Regions from separate parts of the Danio rerio genome. Here region 1 is linked to region 2. The links are chromatin contacts, called in public Hi-C maps. All regions are on one chromosome and are shown on one strand. Each heading gives the region's core, a stretch centred on a gene start, on an enhancer-like site or on the middle of the called end of the contact. The rest is flanking DNA. Distances are from core to core; before and after follow the strand shown.

Evidence for each region. Hi-C and Micro-C count contacts between places; a contact is called where the count stands out from the background.
Region 1: a Hi-C map of an unstated tissue shows a contact between it and region 2, with 2.1 times the contacts expected there. The contact joins the enhancer-like site here to the promoter of acer1 in region 2. A contact is called at or near these places in 4 of 18 Hi-C or Micro-C datasets (caudal fin, embryo, hematopoietic stem cells and 1 more).

The regions. Positions count from the first base shown.
Region 1 is chr8:22,264,605-22,271,740 of GRCz12tu, forward strand. zap70 (zeta chain of T cell receptor associated protein kinase 70) reads left to right here. Exons shown (of 13, transcript NM_001020589.1): 2 at 3,783-4,227; 3 at 7,087-7,136. The coding sequence starts at 3,826. Among named protein-coding and RNA genes, the nearest start is that of zap70, 5.0 kb to the left of the region's middle. Within about 2 kb of position 3,252, at least 4 of the 62 cell types and tissues checked have an H3K27ac peak or open chromatin away from gene starts, as enhancers often do.
Region 2 is chr8:22,112,677-22,119,180 of GRCz12tu, forward strand. acer1 (alkaline ceramidase 1) reads right to left here and starts at 2,947. Exons shown (of 7, transcript NM_001017603.2): 1 at 2,635-2,947; 2 at 20-141. The coding sequence starts at 112.

The sequences.
Region 1 (7,136 bases), core at 2,002-4,501, 150 kb after region 2:
AGTTCAGATTGCTGTGTTCTGAACATGGACAATTTGTAATACCAATAAAATCTTTTTAGCGATCTGTACCAATTAGCTTTCAAAGCTTTAAATCGGTCTTCAAAATCTTCATGTTCTTCTAAACACCCTTAAAACGAATGTACGCCTCAATAGCTTGATCTTATTTAGGGCTTGAACAGTTTTCAAAGACGCTCAGTTTCAAAGCTCCCTTTATAGATTCAATAGACAGCAAACACTCATCTCAAATGGTTGATACTTCTGAGCGTATTAGTGAGACATTTTCTTCGCAATGCAAAATTAGCCCTATTACGGAAGCGATGGTTTGATGAGACTCTGCCGCAATATCGACAACAGTCTTTCAGACCGGAAAATAATGTTTAGACAAACAAATGTTTTTTTTTCATTGCGTTTTCCACTGAACATTGATAATACCTCAAATATATGTTTCTGATAGTGAAAATACAAAATCTGACTGGTAGGCCTAAATCCTGCCCACACATTTCCCATCTCAGTTGTATTAATAAAAACAATATAACTCTAGAAAATTTTATATATATATATATATATATATATATATATATATATATATATATATATATATATATATATGTACAGTGCTCAGCACTACCGAGTACACTCTATTTTGAAATATTTTTATCCATTCTCAGTGTATATAGACAATGAAATTTGGTGCGTCTAAACAAAACAGATTTATTAAACAGATATAATAAAATTATCTTTCAGTCACGAAACATATTTAGAAATTGAAAAATAATCAAATTAAATTCAAGCAAAATTTGCAAAAGAAATTACAACCTACACAATTTCAACTAAATTAAAAAAAAATATATATATATAATTTTTTTTTTTTTTGCTTCTCTTGATTTTTCCTTTTTTTGTATTTAATATTTTTCTATAACATATAATTTTGGGTATACTAGTTTTTAGACGGTTATCGTAAGTTATTTTGTTAGATAAGCTCCAGATTTGGCTTCAGTACTCACTAATCTAATGTAGATGCACAAATATAATATTGTATAGCTTCCTATTAAAAATATGAATTTAAAAAAAGTGATTTGTGAGGGGGCGATGCAGTGGCGCAGTAGGTAGCTGTCGCCTCACAGCAAGAAGGTCGCTGGTTTGAGCCTCAGCTGGGTCAGTTGGCATTTCTGTGTTTGCATGTTCTCCCTGCAATTGAGTGGGTTTTCTCCAGGTGCTCCAGTTTACCCCACAAGTCTAAAGACATGCGGTACAGGTGAATTGGGTGAGCTAAATTGGCTGTAATGTATGTGTGTGAATGAAAGTGTATGGGTGTTCTCCAGTGATGGGTTGCAGCTGGAAGGGCATCTACTGCGTAAAACCATATACTGGATACGTTGGTGGTTCGTTCAGGGACTAAACCGAAAAGAAAATGAATGAATGAATGATTTGTGAGGGGTATACTTATATATACTGAGCACTGTATATATACAATATATATATATATATATATATATATATATATATATATATATATATATATATATATATATATATATATATACACACACACACACACAACAAATGTATGTACTTTAATAAAATGTGTGTAGAATACTTAACAATTCTAATTAGAAATTAATTAAATAAAATTGTTTTTGGCTAACTCATGTCTTATTTAAAAAACATGAGCAATTGCAAAAAACACCAGAAAATTAAGAAACATTCTTCATCGGTTGAATAGCACGTGTTGCAAATCCTCACAACGCAAGCAAATAACAAAAACGCCTGCATTTTTCACAACACATGCAAATAGAATGGAACACAATGGAAATGTTTTATGGGGACCCTAAAATGTGATGAACCCAGTTATTTAGGTAATAGTTGTTTAGGCTGATAAAATACAAAAGACTAGGAATAAGAATGTTAAAATAAAATTTTTTAAAAACTCACCTTTCAAAGATCACCCACAATTTCACTGAGCAATAGTGACGGAAATGGTCCCTTGAAACATTTCCGTTGTGTTCTGTTCTATTTGCAAGTGTTGTGAGAAGATGCAGGCATTTTTATGTGTTTGTGTTGTGAGGATTTGCAGCACATGTGCTGTCAAAAGGATGAAGACCTTTGCTATTGCTTTTTTGCAATTGCATGCGTTTTCTTAAAGTGCAGCAGATTGAGCTCCCTCGGCCACCGTACATTTGTAATTTATAAGTTATGATAATCGTAGCCACACACACATATTAATGCGTAAATGTTAAAATTTGGTCTTTTATTTAATTTATAACATCTATTTTTTTTTTCTTCAGATCATAAATTGTACATTGTGTTTTATCCATAAATAAAGTAAATAATAGTAAAATTTCCACAAGGAAATTGTAAAAGTATCAGATTGTCTCATGAGTCTCATGTCTTCCTTCAAACAGAGAACTGTCCTCCAGTGTCTTTGCTGTGGCCTGTGGTGGTTAAAGTCAGGGTGTGTGTGTGTGGCTGTGGCAGGGTCTTGCTTTGTGCTGTATATTCAACAGTTGACGTCCCTTTATGTGTGACGTCCCTCTGTGTCCAGGAAACTGTGGTTTAAATCAAAGCTCTCTATCTAGGGTCCTCCACTTGTTCTTATTCATTGTGATGCATGTGCTGCTCGGCCTGCAAGACATTGTCAGATCATTTGCATAAAAACGATGGAATCTAAAATTCCAGAAAAGCAGTAGGGTTTTTTTTCGCCATCTGTTTTTTGGTAAAACTTTCACTGTGAGGTAAAAACAAGATGCTTAAATGTTTCATCATTGACCTCCTACTCTCAACACAGCCTTAGCATTCAGTCACTGGAAAATGTTCATCACGACATAAAGAAGTTGTTATATGCATTCAAAAATGACACTGTTTTAAGTCAAATTTGGGTTAAATATGGACAAAAAAAAAACTCTTGAATGAAATTTTGGTCACACTTTATGTTAAGGTACATTTTTTTAATTAACAAACCATTAACTAAGACTTTTAGCTACTAGTTTGCTGCTTATTAATAGTTATTAAGGTATTAGTTGGGTTTAGGTGGGGATTAGGGATGTAGAATTACATCCTACAATATAAATCCAAACTGTCAGCCAATATCCAGTGGTTAATAGTGAGAATTGGTATACTTTAACTAAAGTGTTTTAAAATTTTAACCCAACTTTAAAGTTTATCCACATTTATCTAAATTTGGGTTGAAACAAGAAAGCATTTTCTAAAGTGTAGGGACTAATTTTATGGTCCCTCAGTTGCATCTTTGGGCCTTTTTGATATCTACAGCGTTTTTAAACAGCTTCGGTCCCACATGTGCATTTCAACAAAGCATGTGTCTGTTGACAGTCTTAGGAACATTCTTGAAGCATCAGCACCTGCGCAGGGTGGAGGGTTTTCATATAAGAGCTGCATGGCGGGGGCGGAGAAGGATACGTCTGAGCTTCCTGTTGTGGTGATTCAATCCGAATGCGAGACTTTGCCAGTTGCAAAAAAGCAACACTAAAACATCAACTACACCAACCTTTAGGCTACATATTTACTCTACATACATATACATACCATTTCTTCGAATCACATAAGGCCAAATGTTAATATGCTAGGCCCAAAGCTACATTCAATTCCAAATGTAATTGATAAAAGCAGGCAAACAGTGAAAAAAGGAGATGTGCTTTGAGATGGGCGACATCCTCCCACTTCCCACATCAGCAAAAACACATGCTCACAACAGTTTGCCCCATTTTGTTGACGTTATCAGCCGCTTCAATCTGTCTCTCTGCCTGAAAGCATCTCCATTTCCACAGCTCGTGATCTAGTTCGAGTCTTGGACCCCTCGGGACCTCCATCATGACCGAACCTGCCGCCGATCTCCCATTCTTCTATGGCAGCATCAGTCGCTCGGAGGCCGAGGAGCACCTCAAGCTGGCTGGTATGGGAGACGGCCTGTTCCTCCTGCGACAGTGCCTGCGCAGTCTGGGTGGCTATGTGCTGTCTATGATCTGGAACCTGGACTTCTACCATTACTCCATTGAGAAACAGCTCAACGGAACGTATTGTATCGCAGGAGGGAAGCCTCACTGTGGACCAGCGGAGCTCTGTGAATACTACAGCAAAGACCCCGACGGCCTTGTGTGCACCTTGAGGAAGCCCTGTCTGAGATCGCCTGAAACAGAAATCCGGAAAGGCGTCTTCGATAACCTGAGGGACAACATGCTCAGGGAATATGTGCGGCATACCTGGAAACTGGAGGTGAGGAGATCAAAACTGTGGCCAGTGGATTATTCTTATATGTTAAGACTATGTTAGGTTCACCAGGCACTAATCAGTTGTGCAAATCTATGATCTTAAATGTGAGCCTGGACCACAAGTTATTTATTGAGATTTAAACATTATCAAAAAGCTCAATAAACAAACCTTTAATTAATGTAAGGTTTGTTAGGATGTCCGCCAAAATACAATTTGAAAATCTGAACTCTGCGTGTTAAAAAAAAAAACACAATATTGAGGAAAAAGTTTGCTAAAGAAAGTGCTCAGCAATGTACAGTTGAAGTCAGAATTATTAGCCCCCCTTTGATTTTTTTCTTCTTATTTAAATATTTCCCAAATTATGTACAGAGCAAGGCAATTTTCACAGCATGTCTGATAATATTTTTTCTTCTGGAGAAAGTCTTATTTGTTTTATTTTGGCTAGAATAAAAGCAGTTTTTAATTTTTTATGAACCATTTTAAGGTCAATATTATTAGCCCCTAATTATTATTAGTTTTTTCAGACTGTCTACAGAACAAACCATCATTATACAATAACTTGCCTAATTACCCTAACCTGCCTAGTTAACCTAATTAACCTAGTTAAGCCTTTAAAGGTCACTTTAGGCTGTATAGATGTGTTGTGAAAAATTTCTAGTCAAATATTATTTACTGTCATCATGGCAAAGATAAAATAAATCAGTTATTAGAAATGAGTTATTAAAACTATTGTGTTTTGGAAATGTGTTGAACAAATCTGCTCTCTTTTAAAATAAAAAATAAAAATCTCCTTTAAAAATAAACGGGGGTCTAATAATTCTGTCTTCAACTGTATATTACTAACCAAAACCAAAAATTGAGACATTTTGACATATTTACAGTAAGAAACTTTAAAAATCTTTTCCAAAAATATCTCAACTTTTCTGGAACATGATCTTTACCTGGTTTACTCTAATGGTTTTCGGCCTAAACAAAAAATCTATTTTGACCCATTCTATATATCACCGTGTAACATAACACTGGTTTTGTGGTGTAGGGTAACACATAACTGACTTTAAAAAGTTAAGACCAGTTTTAAAGAAGAAAGAAAAATCTTTCTTTAGGAATAGTCAAAGCAGATTGTGCACAAGTTTGATTCTGATTAGTTGACAAACATCTTGAATATTTGGTAACTGTACATATTCGGTATGTACTTACAAAACTCCATAGTTTTGTATGTTTTATGCAAAATACATAATCTGGATATAAGGAAGTTGAAGTTGTTTTTACACAGTCTGTTTTCCGGTATATTTAAAACCTATATGCTTATGCGTAAATGCACTAAAGAGAAAGTTTACACATAAATGAAAATTCTTTCATCTTTTACTCACCCACATATAACTCACTTGTGTGTTTGGCTTTTTATGTGGATCCCTAGATATATTTTGTCTTGATACATTTTAAACTTCCTCTGTGTAGCGTAGCACAAGATATGTGAAGATTTTAGTTTACCATTGACTTCCACTATTGGAACAAAGGACACTAAAAAAGAAAAGAATGGCTGAATTATCTATTCAATCAATCTACGAAATATCTATCTTTTACAAAAATGTGTGCTAGTGTAATTTGGAAAGGATGTTGAATAGAATGGCTTTTGCATGTCATTTTTGAAGTTTAAACAAATTCAGAACTTCAGTGATTTCTCTTAAACTAAAACTATAGATTGCAAAACATTTAAATTATGTTTTCGTATACTCGTGTCATTACAAACCTGTTTTACAGAATGTTCATATGTGGTGGATTGATTGTTTCAATCACAGATTAAGTCCAATAATCAAACCTTTCAATTAAAAATAATGAACATGTATCATCTACTAGGCCCGTAGCCAGGGGGAGTTTGGGGTGTTCAAAAGACTCAACCCCCCTACTGACAAAGTTCAGAATTTGGCTGCTCACTTGTCCTGTTTTTGACAGTTCATAAATCATAAATTGTGAAAATAGTCAATAGAAGAAGGCTTTAAGACTAATTTAATTTTGAATTATTCAAAAGGATAAATTCTGACTGAGGAAATGAGCTGGCCAGTTTGTTATTTGTTTATAGGCTATAGTTTTTAATTTAAAACAAGTTTGAACAGATTGCTAATTGTTTTTTTTTTTTTTTTACGATGGATGATGAGAAATTTGTATTTTAAAAATAAGCATTTTTTATATATCTAATTCATATTTCTTTTTTCATATATATATATATTTTAATTCTGATGTCAATACATAATTTATAAAACTGCAATAACTTACAATGTAAATGCAGATTTGTAAATAAACACCTTGTGGTAAATTAGTATGGTAAGCACTTTAACAAAAATGTAGAAAATATTTTTTGCATCAAAAAGTGTGGTTATGATCACCATCCAAAAAGCTAATCCAGCAAATATTAGTGCTTAAAATGTCACTAAAATGCAGTATTTGAACATCATTGAATTATTATGATGTTAAACATTAATTATGATGTTCAAATACTGCATTTTAGTGACATTTTAAAAATGAAGCAAACAACTGGGTCAAAAAAGTCAGCTTTGAGAAAAAAGAATGACCCCTTTCAATAGGCTGGGCCTGTACTATCAACTTGACATTATGACTTATAAATACATTGACGGATGCAGTATATTCAATACACCAGATGCCTAAATTGACATTGAGACACAAACACTGTTTTGTATAAATGTGAAGGTCTTTTTTCATTGAAGATGTCACTTTAGAAGCCACGCTAAAATGACCTGTTTCCATAAATGGTGCATTTTAAAAATGCATTTGATTGTCATGCTCCAACAGCAAAGAACCCTCGCATATTTTTAACAAGGGGTCACATTTTTGTTACCTTTTTAGGGGGATGCCATGGAGCAAGCCATCATCAGCCAGGCTCCACAGCTAGAGAA
Region 2 (6,504 bases), core at 1,697-4,196:
TGTGTTAACATGCTCATACCGTGTTGAAATATTCCACAACATTCTCCGAATGTTTATAGTTGTCCTCACACCAGTCCACCTCAGAGCTCTCGTAGGAAAACACGCCTGCCATTTTGACAAAGGATGGAAATGAGGGGATACCTGAGAAAGGGAGAGAGTGTTTTATAATGATATGTCAAAAATACATCTCTGTGTTGAGAAACAAAACCCTTGCCATGGTGCCAAAGCTTGTTGTCTTTACACAGAGGACTGTTCCGGACTCTATTGTGACACAATGGAGCTACCGAACAAAAGCAAATCTCTACCTTTCTGGAGTCGCTAGTAGATGTGGAGGCACTCAAATCTTATTAAAGGATAATCCAGTCTTTTCTGTCTGTGTGTTTACAGCTTAAGGTGTGGTGACTTTTAACACTTTATGGCATGTTTTTGTAGGTGGAATTCATATGATCAAGTATTTGTTTCTTTACAGAGTTCAAGTCGGTCAAGCTAATTTACTGCATTCCAGTTCAGTGCTTAAAAGAAGTTTATGTGCTAGACAGACATTTGATCTCTGGGACAGTTCACATCAAAATGAACATTTACTCACTATGTACTCACCCTCAAGTGCTTTCAAACCTTTATGAGTTTATTCCTTCTGTTAAACACTGCAGGGCCATTTATATCAAAGTGGATATTTAGCTGCAATGTTGGTGTTTCTTAACATCCAGTTTATATGTAGTGGGTTGTTAGCCCAACGCTCAACCCCCAAATCTGAAGGTCCAGGACAAACACACATACACTACGGCCAATTTAACTTATTCAATTCACCTTCAGCACATGTCTTTGGACTATGAGGGAAACCAGAGCACCTGGAGAAAACCCACGTCAACATGCAAACTCCACAGTGAAAAGTCAACTGGCCCAGCTGGAACTCAAACCAGCGACCTTCTTGCTGCGAGCGCTATTCATTATGCCACCATGTCACCTAATTTCCATTAAACACTAATAAATATGTTTTAAAGAAAGCTGAAAACCTGTAACTGTTGACTTCATTAGTAGAAAATAAAATACTATGGAAGAGAATGGTTACTGGTTTCCAGCGTTCTTCAAAGTAACTTCTTTTGTGACACAAAAAAGTAAATAAATGAATGAGTATATTCAGTTTTGGTTAAACTATCTCTTTAAAATGATTTTAAAAATGCAGAAATAAAAGTTTTTATTCATTATATTTTTTAACAAAATACATGTCTTATATCATCTCTAAAGGGAGGTTCATTCATTTCTGCATAAAAAAAGAAGTGTAAAATCCTGCTGAATGGTTTGCTGAGCACCGTGCTATAAGTCATACATGTTTTCAAAGGGCACTCTACAGAATGTTTTCTATATTGTAAAAAAAATGTAAATCTACACTCACTTCCACCAGAGCAGCTTTTTAAAAATCTTTGTTTCTGTTATTGGTGTCAGTGTGAATGGAAGGACAGCAGAGAAAAATATTATAAAGAAATTGCATGAGTGGCATTTCAGGCATGAAAAGGCGTTTCAGTAAGCAAATGATTTAGTATCAAACAACACACATTTGTCGTCATCTACCGTCAAAGGAATAAGAGAACAAATTATTTCAAGAAAAAAAAAATCGACTCGCTAAAGGATTCAAAATCGTTTTGAATTGAAATTGAACGCTTCTGAAAGGTTCTCTTTACCTCTTTACCAGCAATTGCTTGACAGTGCAACAAAGTTACTTTTGGTGACGGTTATTGTTTCCATTTTCACCACAAAGTCATCTTTATGATCTCATGAGGTTTTCATAGTGATTGTGTGCAAGGTGCGAATTACAGGGGGGTTGGGTCGATTGACCCCCTTAATTAATGCTTGATCCCGCTGAAGCACATCAAAACATGTAGCCTAAGTAATATGTATTCACAAAACACATTTCTTGTAAAATTGGTGTTTATATCTGCATGTAGCCTAAAAAAAGAAACTACTACTGAATAAGTTTAACCCCCCATCAATATATATATATATATATATATATATATATATATATATATATATATATATATATATATATATATATATATATATGTATATATATATATATATATATATGTATATATATATATATATATATATATATATATATATATATATATGTATATATATATATATATATATATATATATATATATATATATATATATATATATATATATATATATATATATATATAATTCGCACACTGATTGTGTGTGCCATATAGTGCAGTACGTTTCAATAAAAAATATATAAATATCCAGCTGACAGTAGTGTACTAAACTACTAACTGTCATAAAGATCACGTGGTTGTTTTAAATCAATACTCTTTCAATCACACATTGTAGATACAATATCACAAACCCAGCAAGATCAAATAACCACCACACATTTAGCGCTGTATCCGCTCTGTGGGCCTATCATTACCCCGCAGAGCACGCATCATTGAGCTGGGAAAAGTGAATCCTCTGGATAATGAATTAATTGGTAGGGGAGCACAGCACAGACTTACAGGGAAAGCAAACAAACACTACCATAAGCGCTAACGATTAACATAACTGTCTTATATAAACGCTCTCTAGTCGATAACAGCCAAAGGATAAAAAGCAGTAGACCTTCTCTTACCTCTGGAAAACGCATCCACCGCCGAGCGCTCCATGTGTCAGGTTTAAGTAGAGGAGAAATGTCCCCGATCCTGTTACTCGGGTCCCGGTCTCTGACATCACCTGTGGAGGGTTCAGGTGAAACCGAGCGAACGGTGGCATTTCTCAATTGAGCCACTGTATCTTGCTGTCAGCTTGCTATGCGGACAGACCAGAATCATGCGGTTTTACATGTGAACGGCTGGCACGAGCCGCGGCACAGGTTTAACAAGCTGAGGTCAAGTTTACCTGCAGCTCACCTGTCGACTCTCTGACGCCATTCGGCCCATTAACCGCGACATTTACCTACAATTTCTCTATTTAATGCATTCGCTAAAATGAAACCACTTCAAATGGAAAGTGTGGGCTTTACAGCACCTCTTACATAAATATTGACCATAGCCATATTTTCCCCAGCTGTTCTCAGAACTGGGAAATTATTTTTTCGAAAATCAAACATTTTAATAGCATTTATTTATTTATTTAGGTTTACAACATTGTATAAAGGTGGGTTATCAATTGTTAAGATGCAAAATCCTCTACCATCTGACATTTTCTTCCAAAATAAGCATTTTCTTAAGCTCCGGTTCAGTAATCTTTACTTTTATGGGTCATTATCACCATAAAGTGCAGAAATCAGTCATAAAGATTGAATCAATCATATTAACATAATGTGAAATAATTAAATTCTGATGTTTTAATATAATTGGTTAAGCCTTTACATATGGAACTAGATCAGTCTCAAAAATAACACATTAAAGAAAGACAATTCATAGCCTATATCCACAGCACAATTCACATTTACAAAGTTGTGTATTTACGAATTGTGTTTTGAACTGACAAACTGGATTTTGTTAATGTGAATTGTGCTGTGGATGTATGAATTGTATTTTATAAATGTATTATTTTTGAGACTGATCTAGTTTCATACTCACACACATGCAGGTAAAATTATAAGTGTTTTGAAATATGTTTTTGTCCATTTTTGCCATATTCTTTCATTAAATGGATGTGACTTTGTCATGTCCCACACTGAACAGCCAACTTCAGTGAGTCTAAAAAGTAGGTAAATTAGATCAAATTAAAAAGATTTTTAAATCTTCTTATTGTTTCTAACAAGTTATTTGATCAGATATGTCATTTTGATAACTTTTATGTTTTGTTTTCATAATATTATTAATCATTTTGCATGTGTTCTTGAAATTGCTTTCCACCCTGTCATGATGTGGTAAATGCCCCCTTATTTACTCATTGGCATCCCCATGCCCATTTTGCCTTTCTTTAGAGGTGGTTAAAACATCTGATGTGCACACAGTGTGCACACTGTAATAAATAATACCCTCTATCTACTCAATAAAATTGAGGTAACAGATTACAAGCAATTTTATAAATTAAATTCAACAAATATGAATTGAGTAACAATTAATTGTTTAATCAATTAAATAAACAAAACTCTCTAAAACTCTCAAAGGCACTTTGTAGTGCTAATAATCCTTATCCTGATAAATACAGTATTTTCATTGCCATAATTTCACCAACTTGTCCTTCACTTCAAAACCTGTTTGTCTTTCTTTTTTCTGTTGAATGGTGTTTTGATGGACGCTGGAAACCTGTAACCATAGACTTCCATAGTATTTGTCTTTCTTTCTGAGGAAGTCTGCTTTCTTTCAGCTTTCTTCAAAATGTCTTTAGCGTTCAACTGAATAAAGAAACTTAAAGATTTGAAAGCACTTGAGGAAGACTAGAGAGTAGATTTCATTTTTTGAGTTAACTATCCCCAGTTCAAAAGAAAATGCCAGATGGCACTTGGAGGACTTTGCATCTGAATTCTTTATATCGTTCCTTAATAATTAATTTAACAATTCACATTTATTTGTTTCGTTTTTTGTTTGTTTTAAACCTGACTTCAGGTCCTCACCATTCATATAAACACAGCCTTTTTCCTATATAGCTCTGATAACATTGTTTGAACATTTCAAATAACATTGATGTCATTTACATCTTTTTGCTTTTTCCTCAAACTAATATGGCAATGTTTTCATCTGTGGAACAGAAAATCTGATTTATAAACTGATTTCTTTACACATCTCAAGTCATTGGCTTTGTGTTGCCTGGAAATAAATAAAAACATCTGAAAACATGACACCTTTTTGTGTATATTTTCGGGTATTTAGTGCAAAACATGCTTTGTTAGTAGTAAATTTCATAATATATTATTTTAATATATGCTAAAATGTACTACAAACACATTGAATTTGATTTAACCTGACAAACACACTAATCAACTTGAACATGACATATGAAATCATGTTTAAAAATATGACAAAATGATCTTGAAGCTCTACAGCAGTGTAGAACAGTAACAACAACAACTGACAGGTATTTTGTTTACCGGTTACTATGGGTAATTTAAGTTGGCCAGTAAAAGACACAAAGACCGGCAGGGAAACATACATTGTACAGTACAAACATTTGAAGGCAGATTAGCATTAAACCTGCTGTGGTTATTCCTCAAAAAGCTCAGATGCAAACACCGGGTTTAAATCTGTATTTGTTTTCACACTCAGCAACATGCTGGACTTTGCATAAATGTTTAGCAAGGAAAATGAGGACTGACTCTCATATTCGCTGGTGTTGTAGTGTCTCTGTGCACCTGTTCAGATGAATTTCAGTCTGAACTCACCTGCTCAACCAGTCCTCCCAGCCGTTTCTGCAGTTCGCCTTTATGTAATACTGGTTAATCACCTCTATTCTGATTCAAATCCAATCCAAACATCACATTAAAAGCATGTACAGAAACAGAAAAGAGGGGAAACGGAAGACAGAAAAATCGTGTTTCCTACATGGTGAAGTTATTTAGGCTGGACTCCAAATTGCTGGAACAACGGGTTTTCTGGCCAAGAGGCAAAGCGAAGTTTTCACAGCCTGGAGGAAATAACTACATACTTCCAATACACATTCGTACTTGATCATGATCTTCAATATCAACAAAGCTTGATCAGAGTGAACTTGATCTGATAAGGAACAATATTCATTTATAGTTCATTATTTGCACATTGTAAATGATGTATTACACATATTTCCATATTTTGTGCATACAGTACTTATGAGACAATATACAACAGAAAACTTGAAATCCAGACTGTCAAGAACACATTTCTCGTCACTTTTCTTTTTTCAAATGATGTTTTAGTACTGTTATCACAGACATCAATTTATATTTTTTACACAGAAAAGAATATAAATTGAACAAAAAATGCAGAAATGTTGCTTTTGCTTACAAACACTTCCTGACAAAAGTCTTGTTGCCTATCCAAGTTTTAGAAACAACAAATAATAACTTGACTTCTAGTTGATCATTTGGTATTAGAAATTGCTTATATGAAAGGCAAAGTCCTATAGATTACGCTTATTTTACCAAAATAAAATATGATCATGCCTTGATTTAACTATTTCATTAGGACAGTGAAGTCTGACTTTGCTTAGACAAAGGTCTTGTCACTTAACAGAAATAATGTACAGTATAGAATATAAAGTAATGCTGCAGAGGAAAAAGAATTAATATTGTGTACTGTCTAATGAGCTTGGACGACTGCATTCATTCATCTCTGGATTGACTAAAATAACTTCATCTAAAGTCATCTGGAATGGCAAAGAAAGCTTTCTTGCAGGACTCCCAGAGTTCATCAAGATTCTTTTGATTCATCTTCAATCCCTCCTCCTTCATTGTACCCCAGACATACTCAATAACGTTAATTTCTTGTGACTGGGCTGGCCAATCCTGGAGCACCTTGACATTCTTTGCTTCTCCTGAGGTTTGATGTGGAGGCTGAAGTATGAGAAGGAGCACTAT